2 separate regions of the Sus scrofa genome follow, and region 1 is linked to region 2. A link is a contact called in public promoter capture Hi-C data. All regions are on one chromosome and are shown on one strand. Each heading gives the region's core, a stretch centred on a gene start, on an enhancer-like site or on the middle of the called end of the contact. The rest is flanking DNA. Distances are from core to core; before and after follow the strand shown. Region 1 holds the start of DCAF12 (DDB1- and CUL4-associated factor 12). Region 2 holds the start of NOL6 (nucleolar protein 6).

Region 1 (6,351 bases), core at 1,443-3,942, 350 kb before region 2:
AGCAAGGCCACAGATCGAACCCACATCCTCATGGATATTAGTCTGGTTCTTAATCTTCTGAGCCACAACAGGAACTCCAAGAGCATTGGAACTTTCAGCACCACCTTCCCAATGTCTAGGAAAGGGAGAGGGACAGGGAATTAATTACCAATGGCTAACGATTTAATCAATCATGTCTACGCAATAGAACCTCCATGTAAACCCTCAACTATAAGGTTTGGAGAGCTCCAAGTTGGTGAACATATCCACATGCCATGGGGGTGGCACACACCAAACTTTCTGGGGACAGAAGTTCCTGTGCTCAGGACCCTTACAGATCTCATCCTATGAAACTTTTCATCTAGCTGTTTATGTGTGTCCTTTACAATATCTTTTATAATAAACCAGTAATAGTTTTTATTTCCAAGTTCAGCGAGCCATTATAGTAAATTATCGAGCCTGATAAATTCATGGAAATCCTGAGTTTATCTTTTTTAATATTGATTGCCATTTGAACTATTTCCAATTTAGGCCTACTTTGAATAAAGTTGCTATGAATATTCTTGTAAATGACTTTTGGTGGACATAAACATTCATTTCTTTTGGGTTTACAAAGTAGAGCCGCTTGGAGTTCCCATCATGGCTCAGTGGTTAACGAATCCGACTAGGAACCATGAGGTTGTGGGTTTGATTCCTGGCCTTGCTCAGTGGGTTAAGGATCCGGCGTTGCTGTGAGCTGTGGTGTGGGTCGCAGATGCGGCTCGGATTCCACATTGCTGTGGCTCTGGTGTAGGCCGGCGGCTACAGCTCCGATTTGACCCCTAGCCTGGGAACCTCCATATGCTGTGGGAGCAGCCCAAGAAATCGCAAAACAAAACAAAACAAAACAAAAAAACAAAGTAGAGCTGCTTGATGATAGGGTACATGTATTTAGCTTTGGTAGGTACTGCCACAGATTTTTTCCAAATTGTTTGTGCCAATTTACACACCCACTCGAGAGTTCTAATCATTCTACTTTCTCACCAATTCTTGGTATTATCAGTCTTTTAAAAGCAATTATAAACTTTTAAACTTCCAAATAAATCTTCATTCTATTTTGTTCCCACAGAAATGGTGAGCTCTGCATTCAGGGATAGTTCCTGGGATGTCAAAATGAAGTGCACCAAGCTTGAGGATAAGCCTAAGACCTCTGACATGAACAGAGACCAAGATTCAAATGCAGCCAAGCATTAGCTTAGAGATTCTCAAAGGAATTCCAGACTCTTGGCCAATGGGCTCCTGGGTCATCCAGAGCATTGTGAGGCAAGACAGAACTGGAACAACTGGCTCAAAAAAGGAAAGCTGACCCACTGCTGACCCACTTGGGTGTATGTCTCTGAAGAGATAGTCCTGACTAAGTAAGATGGGGCTGCCTTTCCCGAGGTGGCATTAGGGATTAGCTGCAGTGCTGACTTGGGATGGCGGAAGACACTGTCTCAATCTGGTTTTTGGTTCGGCTTGGAAAACAAATCCAAATCTCCTTGTAGGCAGAACTTCAGATGGGCCAACAGAGCTCCCTGCAGGTATGAGGCCTGAAGCCTGAAGGGATGGATGAGCAGGTAACTGGGCACTAAAGCCTGAGGCCAGTCAGCCCCAAGCCAAGCAAGAGCTTCCTGCTTCCTCAAAGGATTTCTTTATCTGAGCAAAGTGGGGGCTGGCACTCAAATCCCTACACAATCTTCTGAAAACGGAGGCAAGGGTGATTCTGAAGGAAGAGCGCTTGTCCGGTGACCAATGCCAGCTTTAACTATACTGACAGGTCAAACGCCACTCTTCTCGGTGGTTTAGAATTTCACCCAATCTGCCCTGATGGAGACGCAACTTGGGCCCCAAGAGAGAAGCAGGGAGTGGCAGACAGACCTCTGTTCCAGTCCTTAGCTTAGAACTGCATGGGAGACTAAGAAATATAAATCACGGAGGGAGGCCTATTTCGTAGAGCACAAAAGACAGTGCGGCCAGGAGGTAGTGGGACGCTAAAGGGCAGTGAGGTCCCACGCAGCAGCTAAGGGAGAGGTGACTGGAAGGCTGTTGCGGTTAGTACAGCGACGGGGGGGGGGGGGGGGGGCAGCCGAGGGAGGGAGAAGACCGGGTGGAAAATGAAGCCCAAGAGCACCCCAGGAGTTGGGGAGAGGGCAGCCAGAGGCCCCTGGGATGGTGTTGGTGGGGGAACCCGGGCAGGGCCGGACAAGTTCTCTACAGTGTGAAAGTCTGAACAAACTGCTGTGGATTTCGAGCCGGACTCCACCTTGCGGGGTCGAGAGTGGGTGTGGCGGGAGAGGGTAGTTATGCCTCTTCCCGAAGTGTCCAATCCTTGGAGCCAGGGCTCGGTTTAATAGAGTTCGGGGAAACGTGCAGCCTTCAAAAGGAGATAACCAGAAGCGACTGCGGGGTAAAGGCGTGTTAGGAGGGATTCCTTCTCCGAGCGAGGTGCCTGCGCTGGGCAAGCGGGCGCGCAGGGCGGTGAAGTCGGCGGGTAGAACCTAAATTCCTTTACCCGCAAGTCGCACATCTCCAGCGGTCGTCAGACGGCGGTTGAAAAATGTCCGGAGCGCGGCGCGGGGGGCGGGGAGGGTGGGGTTAAGCAACAGCCACAAACTCTACTGCGAACCCCAAACCCCGCCCCCTAGTCCCGACCGCGTCTCCTAGACGACGTGCTGCCAAGTGCGGCTGCGCGAGGGTGACGGAGCGCGGGCGAAGGGGAGGGGTGTTTTGGTTCCAGCCGCTCGCCGTCCTTTCCAGACTCCGTCGTCGTAAAGCTTCGGGTTCCTGCCTCCCCTTCCCCTTTCCCTTCCCTTTCCCGGCCCCAGTCCTCCTTCCCTCCTTCCCTTCTGCTTACCTTCCTTATTTTCTACTGCCGCCCGGGGTCCGGGTCATTTTCCGGGCCGAGCGCGCTAAGGTGCGCGGCCCCGGGGCCCAGTATATGACCCGCCTTCTTGCTCCCCCACGCTTCCCCCGCCCCATGTGGCTGCGGGGCCGCCGCGGCGCTGCCCACTATGGCCCGGAAAGCAGTTAGCAGGAAGCGGAAAGCGCCCGCCTCGCCGGGAGCTGGGAGCGACGCTCAGGGCCCACAGGTGAGGGCTGAGAAGTGGGAGCCGGGTGATTAGACCGAGACACCTAGGGAATAGGGTTCGCAGATGAGGAAACCTTAACGGGGTCCAAGATCTATAGTCGGGGGTTTGGAGGGGGGGAGCTGGAGGTGGAGGGGAAGAGCAGAACCTCGGTCTGTAGAATCAGGGATGGGCCCTTAGGAGTTCACTGGAAAGCAGAAAGACCGCAGGGCTGAGGAGCTAAAGGGGAACATGAGAATGAGGTATATTCCAGGGAGGCCTGCAGCCGGGAGTGGGGTTTGGGGAGAAGCAATCTGGGTTTAAAGGAAGGGGATCAAAAGGAATCGAAGGAAGGGAACAAAACCTCCCACAAATACGTGAAGGGAAAGTTAAGCCCCCCTTCCAGTGGCCGGGGGAAGCGGAGATGATTGCGTATCTCATATAGGAATGAGCCTCCCTAAGGATCCTCAAGCCCTGAGCTGGGTCTTTTGGTACTTGGACGCCTAGGAGAGACAGCAGTTTTCAGGTATCACTCCTATCCAGCTCTCTTTGGCAGGGAAGACCTTGGTGGTGGTATTCAGACTCAGATTTCCCATGCCTGCCACCCCTTTGGTGTTTAATTTTTCAAATTTTTCAACTGTCTGGAGCATGGACCTGGTGACAGGAAGGTGGCCATTGCCTGAAAGACCTGGGATCCTAGTCAGGCTCCTTGGGCTGCACCTTCTATGCTCTGCAGGGAGTGCAGGCCGAGACAGAGAAGGGGGCCATTAGAGATGTAGTCCAGGTCTGTCTCTGCCCTTTATTCCCTCCCCTATCAAAAGTACTCAGGTACTTTTAGATACCTGAATCCTTCACTTCTAAGAAGACTTAGTTTTCTTTTGTCCTTTTTTCTGCTTTCATGTCCTTGTCTTTCAGCCCTTGTTTCCTGTAGGTAGGTTTGACTATGAGCAGCATCTTTTCAATGTTGGGAGAGTTAAACTGGACTTTAGATTGACTTTGCTGTCTTTTGTTTTGTATTGTATTTTTTTTTTTTTGGTCTTTTTTTTTTTTGCCATTTCTTGGGCTGCTCCCGTGGCATATGGAGGTTCCCAGGCTAGGGGCCGAATCGGAGCTGTAGCCAGCCTACACCAGAGCCACAGCAACGCCAGATCGTTAACCCACTGAGCAAGGCCAGGTATTGAACCCGAAACCTCATAGTTCCTAGTCGGATTCATTAACCACTGCACCACAATGGGAACTCCTAGTATTGTGTTTCTGTTGTATGTAAATCCTGCAGAAAGAATTTTTGTTGAGTTCCTTAATACAGTAGGATCTCTCCATCTGACAAAGGTAGCAAAAGCCTTGATTTTTAATTTTGCTTTCCACAGTTTGGCTGGGATCATTCACTGCACAAAAGGAAAAGACTCCCCCCAGTGAAGAGATCCTTAGTGTACTACCTGAAGAACCGAGAAGTCAGGCTACAGAATGAAACCAACTACTCTCGAGTGTTGCATGGTTATGCAGCACAGCAACTTCCCAGTCTCCTGAAGGAAAGAGAGTTTCACCTTGGGACCCTCAATAAAGTGTTTGCATCTCAGTGGCTAAATCATAGGCAAGTGGTGTGTGGCACAAAATGCAACACGGTAAGTGTCTGGGATGGGTTAAGTGTCTCTTAGTCCTGGATATGTGGCTCCACATGCTCTAGGATCACTCACTGCTGGTTTTCCCCATTAGTTCTTTTGGGAGGACATTGCCTTATTCTCCTCTCCATTCACTCCTATCTGTTCATGACTTTTTCTCTTTTTTTATTTGTTTTCTTACTTCCATACCTCATTTCTGATAAATCTTCAGAGGAGTCTATTTCTTTAGGTCTCTTGCCATGTAGGTATGCCACTGCTTCTAGATTTTCTTCTTCTTTGTTTTTTAAGTCAGAGGCCTAGGAGGAAAGACAGGAAAGAATGATGATCAGGGCATCATTCAGGATATAGGATATATGTTTTGCTCTGCCATCTTTTTTTAAAGGCTGAACCCGTGGCATATGGAAGTTCCTAGGCTAGGGGCTGAATTGGAGCTGCAGCTGCAGGCCTACACCACAGTTCATGGCAATGCCAGATCCTTAACCCACTGAACGAGGCCAGGGATCAAACCCTTGTCTTCATGGATACCAGTTGGATTCATTTCTGCTGCACCACAGTGAGAACTCCAGGATACAGGACAGTAAAAACCTAGGTGTTGTCTGCTAGCCTAAGGGCATATGTAGAAGTATTTTATTTATTTATTTTTTTTGCCATTTCTTGGGCCGCTCCCGTGGCATATGGAGGTTCCCAGGCTAGGGGTCGAATCGGAGCTGTAGCTGCCAGCCTACACCAGAGCCACAGCAACTCGGGATCCGAGCCGCCTCTGCAACCTACACCACAGCTCACAGCAACGCTGGATCGTTAACCCACTGAGCAAGGGCAGGGATCGAACCCGCCACCTCATGGTTCCTAGTCGGATTCGTTAACCACTGTGCCACAATGGGAACTCCAGAAGTATTTTAAATTGCACTTGACTGAAGGTAGGAATAAGACAAATATTCTTTTAGGAGGTAGAATCTAAAAATGTATTTCCCATGGGAAAGGGAAGGCAGGTATGTTTAGTGGTATGTTTTAGGATGTCAGTGTTTGACCTTTGCAAAGTAGCGTTCTGAAAAGGAGTAAAAAGAGAGAAAAATTGAACATGCCGTGAGTGGAGTATTTTTACATAGAATGACTTAGAAGACAGTTATAAGTGAATGAAGGGGACATTTCATCAGTAAATTTAACCAGGGCATTTACAAGCCTGGATAAAATAAGTCAATCCATAATTGATGTTGTGGATATGATTGTAACAAAAGAGCACAAATAGCACAATTGCAGAGTTCCTATCATGGCTTAGCGGTCAACAAACCAGACTGGGATCCATGAGGATGCCGGTGTGATCCCTGACCTCGATCAGTGGGTTAAGGACCTGGCACTGCCATGAGCTATAGCTCAGGTGGCAGACACAGCTCGGATCCCACGCTGCTGTGGCTGTGGTGTAGGCCAGTGGCTGTGCCTTCGATCCAACCCCTAGCCTGAGAACTCCTATATGCCAAAAGTTCAGCCCTAAAAAGCAAAAAACAAACAAAAAACCCCCCACAAAAAAACAAATAGCACAAATAATGCCAAGTGAGAAAAGGCAGAGCCTGCAGGTGGGAGATGATTCTGAATAACTTGTGGGAAAAGATGAAATGTAGGCCCAGCTGCTCTCTGTTTTCACCTCATCCTGTATGAATAGACAAGAAATG
Region 2 (6,252 bases), core at 1,954-4,453:
GTGTGACTGCTTTAATCACCATGCTGTAATGCTCCTGATCTAATGTGCCCATAGCAATCTGTACATATCATATCACCCTCATTGCTATACTGCAACTGTGTTTACATTTTCCTCCCAGCCTCTGAGGTGCTCTTAAGAAAGAGCCATTCATTCATTCAACATATATTTATTGAGTACCTTCTATGTGACAGGCCCAGTGCTAAATGCCAAGGATACAGTAGTGAATGATGTCCCCCCCAAAAAGGAATAAAAAATAGAACAGGAGTTCTCGTCGTGGTGCAGTGGTTAACGAATCCGACTAGGAACCATGAGGTTGTGGGTTCGATCACTGGCCTTGCTCAATGGGTTAAGGATCCGGTGTTGCTGTGAGCTGTGGTGTAGGTCGAAGACAAGGCTCAGATCCTGTGTTTTGTGGCTCTGGGGTAGGCCGGCGGCTACAGCTCCAATTAGACCTCTAGCCTGGGAACCTCTATATGCCTCATGAAGCGGCCCTAGAAAAAAAGGCAAAAATACCAGGAAAAAAAAAAAAAGCATAAAACTGGAATTATCTTGTGGTTCGGCAGTTTAAGGGTCTGGTATTATTACTGCAGTGGCTTGGGTCACTGCTGTGGCACAGGTTTGATCCCTGGCCTGAGAACTTCTACATGCTGTGGGCATACTCCCCCACCCAAAAAGGATGAAAAATAAAGTAGTGAATGAGACGGAAATGATTAGTTCCTGCCTTCATGGAGTTTATGTTCCTAGCTAGTTGAGACAGAAACACACAAAAATAAGTAATTAGTAGACAATATTGTTGCAAGTTTTGGTGAGTATTAATGAAGATGATTGGGGAGGGCTACCACTGAAACTGTTGGGGTGGATGCAATTTTATTTATTTGCTTTTTTTTTTTTTTTTGTCTATCTTTCTAGGGCCGTACCCGCGGCACATGGACATTCCCAGGCTAGGGGTCAAATCAGAGCCTACGATGGAGCCACAGCAATACAGGATCCAAGGTGCGTCTGCGACCTACACCATGGCTCACACCAACACTGGATCCTTAACCCACTGAGTGAGGCCAGGGATCGAACCCACAAACTCATGGTTCCTAGTCAGATTCGTTAACCACTGAGCCATGACGGGAACTCCTTTTCTTTCTTTCTTTTTTTTTCTTCTGTCTTTTTTGGGCCACACTGGTGGCAAGTGGAAGCTCCTAGGCTAGGAGTCGAATAGAGCTGCAGCTGCAGGCCTACACCACAGCCACAGCAATGCCAGATCCACGCTTCATCTGCAACTGTATCACAGCTCATGGCAATGCCAGATCCTTAACCCCACTGAGTGAGGCCAGGGATTGAACCTGCATCCTCATGGATACTAGTTGTTTGTTACCACTGAGCCACAATGGGCACTCCTATTTGCAATTTTAAATGAAGGCAGGGTCAGAAGAAACCACTTGAGGTTATGTTTAAATAAACAGAGGAACCAGCCTATGAAATGTTAAAGCAAGAGCATTATTCCAGGTTTCTGACTTGTGATCCTCATGTCTTATTTATCTTTATCCTTGACACTGAGCACAGAGCCTGGCATTTAAGGGTCATCAGATGTGGAGTGAGTGGTTGACTGATCTCTCACCTCTGTGGTCTTCCTTAAATTTCAACTGTGGTTATTCCTCTTCTTGGCTAACTCAAACTCAAATCATGCTTCAAGACTTAGTACAAGTCCCATCTCTTCCAGGAAAGCTTCCTTAACAATCAAAACACTCTACAGTTATAAAGAAGGAAGTCCTGCCATTTGTGACAACATGATGAACATTGAGGGCATCATGCTAAGTGAAAGAAGTCAGAGAGAGACAAATACAAGTATTGTAGTATTGCATATGTGGAATTCAGAAAAACTAAACCCAGGGTTTCCATTGTGGCTCAGCAGGTTAAGAACTGGTCTGTGAGGTCCATCTCTGGCCTCGCTGGTTGAATTAAAGATCCAGCATTGCTGCAAGCTGTGGCCTAAACTGAAAATGCAGCTCAGATCCCAGGTTGCTGTGGCCGTGGTCTATGCTGGTGGCTGTGGCTCCCATTCGACCTCTAGCCTGGGAACTTCCATATGCCACAGGTGTGGCCATAAATAACCAAAAAAGCTAAACCCATAAAAAGAGAAATTGGATTGGTAGTTGCCAGGGCCTGGAAGGTGGAAGAAATGAGATGTTGGTTAAAGGGTACAAACTTCCAGTAAATGAGGACAAACTTCTAAGTATCTAATGTACAGCATGGCTCTGCAAAATAGTAAAACATAAGTACACAAAGACAAAGCAAATTTGGCATTTATTAATACTAGGTTATGATGGGTAGGTGAAGAGTATATGGATGGTCATCATATTCAGCAAATTTGGAAAATGTAATAGAGAAAAGCTATTACAATAAACCAGGCACAAGACGTGCGAACTGGACTAAACTTGGCAGTAAAAACAGAGGAGTTCCCTTGTGGTTCAGCGGGTTAAACATCCGGCGTTTTCACTATAGCAACTGGGAGTAACTGCTATGGCAGGGATTCCATCCCTGGCCTGGGAACTTGCACATACTTCTGGTACGGCCAGAATAAATTTCTTTAAAAAACAAAGAGACAAGAGTGAGTAAATTCAAGGTATATTTTAGCGGTAGAACAGATAAGACTGGTTAACTGGGAGTTCCCGTCCTGGCTCAGTGGTTAACGAATCCGACTAGGAACTATGAGGTTAAGGGTTCCATCCCTGGCCTCGCTTAGTGGGTTAAAAATCCGGTGTTGCCGTGAGTTGCGGTGTAGGTCGCAGATGCGGCTCGGATCCCGCGTTGCTGTGGCTCTGGCATAGGCCGGAGGCTACAGCTCCGATTAGATCCCTAGCCTGGGAAGCGGCCCTAGAAAAGGCAAAAAGACAAAAAAAAAAAAAAAAAAAAAAAAAAAAAAAGGTTAAATGGTAAATGAAAAAAGAAGAGGAATCACCGGGGTAAATAAACAAACGCTCACCACAGAAACTCAAACCAGCCCCGCCCTTACCCTTTAGACCCAAGTGCAGGAAGTGAGGGAAAGGAAGCTGCGCCAAGCGTCAGGCAGGCTTCCGGTCTGGCGTCGCAAAGAAGCCGGAAATCGGAGAACCCTGTTTGGCCCCTCCCCCATAGTGGGCGGTCTTGGAGAGTGACAGAGCCCAATGGCGAGCGAGTCGATGGGCACTCACCCAATGGCTCTGGAGCTGGGCGGAGTCCTGCGCCACGAGGCTTGCTGACAATCGTGCCAGCATTTCTGCCCGTGCTTGGGCATTTCTGCCAACGTGGGAAGAAGTTGTAGAGCAAGCGGAATTTAAACCCAAAGTGCCAGCAGGATACCAGAAGGATGGGGCCCGCACCTGCGGGAGCGCAGCATCGCGGAACTGCTGAGGAGCCGGAGGTGGGAGAACCATCTGGGAGGAAGGAATGCAACATGGGGAGGGGGGAACGGCAGAGCCTGATAGCTCGCCAACAAGGGGCACTAGGGCGGTACCTTCTGGAGGAGCCCCATTCCCCCAATGTTTCCAGCCCGGGGTACCGAGACAGGGCTTGGTAAGGGAGATGGATAGAAGCACTAAAGCCTATTGAGCTTCTCTCTTCCCTAGCTCTACACCTTGAAATTGAAGTGGCCCCAGCCCCCACCCCACCACACCCCACTCCACTCCACTCCGCAGCTTGGATCATTTCCCTGACCAGGTCCTCCTTGATGCTGGGTGGGATCTAGTTCTGGGCTCCCCACATGGTGGCGCTCCTAGAGCGCTCCAGTAAGGCTCTTCCGGGTGTGGGAACCTGGAGGGGGGCGGGGCCCGCTGTAGGGGAGAAGGTTTAGGATCCCTCAGATCAGGGTTTGAAGCCTTCTCACAGTATAGGCATACCAACTGTGGAAGCTCTCGGGGCTTCGTTCTAGCGTTTTCAGTTAGGATTGTTGTGAGAATTGGATGATTTACTGTATATCCTTCAAAACCAGTAGGCTCTTTCCATTACTGAGCACTTAATGTATCCTGAAGTCTGTTGTTGTCAGGGCTTGCATGCTGTCGTGGTGTGTGTGTGTGTGACCTGGCAGGGTTTAGATAGAGTAAGAGTGGAGATGGCATTTGCAAAGTCCTAGGACTAACCCAGCAGCAGAAGCAGCTCCTTATACTTGAAAGCACAGGAGCTTAGGCATTGCATTGGGCAGGGTACAGCCAGCTACCACTCCTATCAGCTCCAAGCAGAGCTCCATGCTTGTGCTGTCAAGTATACGGGGAACCCTCAACTCAAGGAGTTTTTGGTCTAGAGCTCAGTAAACTTCTTCTCCTTCCTCTTCTGCCACAATGTGATATGGGATCTCAGTTCCCAGACCAGGGATTGAACCAGGCCACAGTGGTGAAAGTGCTAAGTCCTGACCACTAGATGACCAGGGAACTCCCCAAGAGCTCAGTCATATTCTTTTTTTTTTTTAAGGGCTGCACCCGTAGCATATGGAGCTTCCCAGGCTAGGGGTCTAATCAGAGCTATAGCTGCTGCCCTACACCACAGCCACAGCAACACCAGATCTGAGCTGCAACTGTGACCTGCACCACAGCTCACAGCAACACTGGATCCTTAACCCACTGAGCGAGGCCAGGGATCAAACCTGCAACCTCATGGTTCCTATTCAGATTCGTTTCCACTGCACCACAATGGGAACTCCAGTTATATTCTTTTAAGTGAAAATTATTCTGTTTTACACATTCTAACTTCTATTCAAAGGAGAGACCAGGAGCAGATGAAGTTTTTACCCACATCATCTTTTACCCACATTGTACCATGGTGGCCTGTCAGGCATGGGTACTAGGTATCTATGATCTCACCCTGGCTTCTCCCTCTCACTGACCACAGATGATGGAGTCAGCTCTCGAAGGCCCAGTCAAGGAGGGGAAAAGGGATTCCTCAAAGAAGCGTCCAGTGGCTGGGTCTCCAGTGGGTCTTCTGCAGCCAGTGAAACTCAGCCGGGCAGAACTGTACAAGGAGCCTACCAATGAGGAGCTGAATCGCCTTCGGGAGACTGAAAGTCTGTTCCATTCCAGCTTGCTCCGATTACAGGTACTGAGTGGCTGGGGCATGGGTTAGAGGGGCAGGCTTGAGCCTCTGAGGCTGAAGTACTCTCCCTGCCCCTTCTTATAGGTAGAGGAGCTACTAAAGGAAGTGAGGCTATCAGAGAAGAAGAAGGAGCGGATTGATGCTTTCCTACGGGAGGTCAACCAGCGAATCATGAGGGTGCCCCCAACCTCTGAGACAGAGGTAAGGCAGGTAGTGAGGGGAACTGGAAATTCCAGAAGATGTCCTTGGAGGCCTTGCTATTCTAGGGTGCTGGAAGCTTATTCTCACTGTCTGGAGGCTCAGCTGCGAATGCAGTCAATCATGTGTTCGTTCATTGATTTAGCAAACACTGTGTGCCTTGCAGTAGTTATATTCTTAGGACACATCAGTGAACAACGCAGCCTATGTTGTAGTGTTGGACTTAATGGACGATAGATAGTGAACATGACAAGGCAGTGTTAGAAGGTGGTAAACATTATGGAAAAGGGAGGGGAAGAACAAGGGACGGGGACTCTGGTACATTCTTTGCAATGAATGAGGGTGGAAGGAGGTGAGTTCAGAAAGATAAGGGAGGAAGGGGCTCATCATGCAAGGCATTGTGCACCAAAATAAGGACTTCTACTGTTGCTGTGGATAAGATGGGGAACAATTGCAGGGTTCATTTTTGTTTTTGTTTCCCTTTTTTTTGTAAAATGATGATGTGATCTAACTTCAGTATTAAAAAGTTCACTCAAGGGAGTTTCCATTATGGCTCAGCGAGTTACAAATCTGACTAGTACCATGAGGACATGGGTTTGATCCCTGGCCTCGCTCAGTGGGTTAAGGATCTGGTGTTGCCACGAGCTGTCGTGTAGGTTGCAGACACAGCTTGGATCCAGTGTTGCTGTGGCTGTGGTGTAGGCTGGCAGCTGTTGCTCTGATTTGACCCCTAGCCTGGGAACTTCCATATACCACATATGTGGCCCTAAAAAACAATGACAACAAAATTAAAAGAAATAAAAACATAAAAAGTTCACTCAGGCTCTTGTGTTAAAAGTAGACTGGGGGAATTCCCTGATGCACAGTGGGTTAAGGATCAGGTGTTGTCACTGCTGTGGTGGTCACTGCTTTGGTGTGGGTTCAGTCCCTGGCCTGGGAACTTCTGCATGCCAAGAGCATGGCCAAAAGAAAAATAGAATGGAGGGGGACAAAGGGGAAATC

Evidence for each region. Promoter capture Hi-C pulls out the DNA fragments that hold promoters and counts their contacts.
Region 1: a contact with region 2 is called in a promoter capture Hi-C map of fetal liver, with 4 times the contacts expected there. The contact joins the promoter of DCAF12 here to the promoter of NOL6 in region 2. A contact is called at or near these places in 2 of 5 promoter capture datasets (fetal liver and liver) and 1 of 2 datasets of contacts at active chromatin or transcription factors (alveolar macrophages).

What each region holds. Positions count from the first base shown.
Region 1 is chr10:32,671,290-32,677,640 of Sscrofa11.1, forward strand. DCAF12 (DDB1- and CUL4-associated factor 12) reads left to right here and starts at 2,693. Exons shown (of 9, transcript XM_021064687.1): 1 at 2,693-3,089; 2 at 4,433-4,687. The coding sequence starts at 3,012.
Region 2 is chr10:33,018,832-33,025,083 of Sscrofa11.1, forward strand. NOL6 (nucleolar protein 6) reads left to right here and starts at 3,204. Exons shown (of 26, transcript XM_003130678.4): 1 at 3,204-3,391; 2 at 4,852-5,055; 3 at 5,137-5,253. The coding sequence starts at 3,338.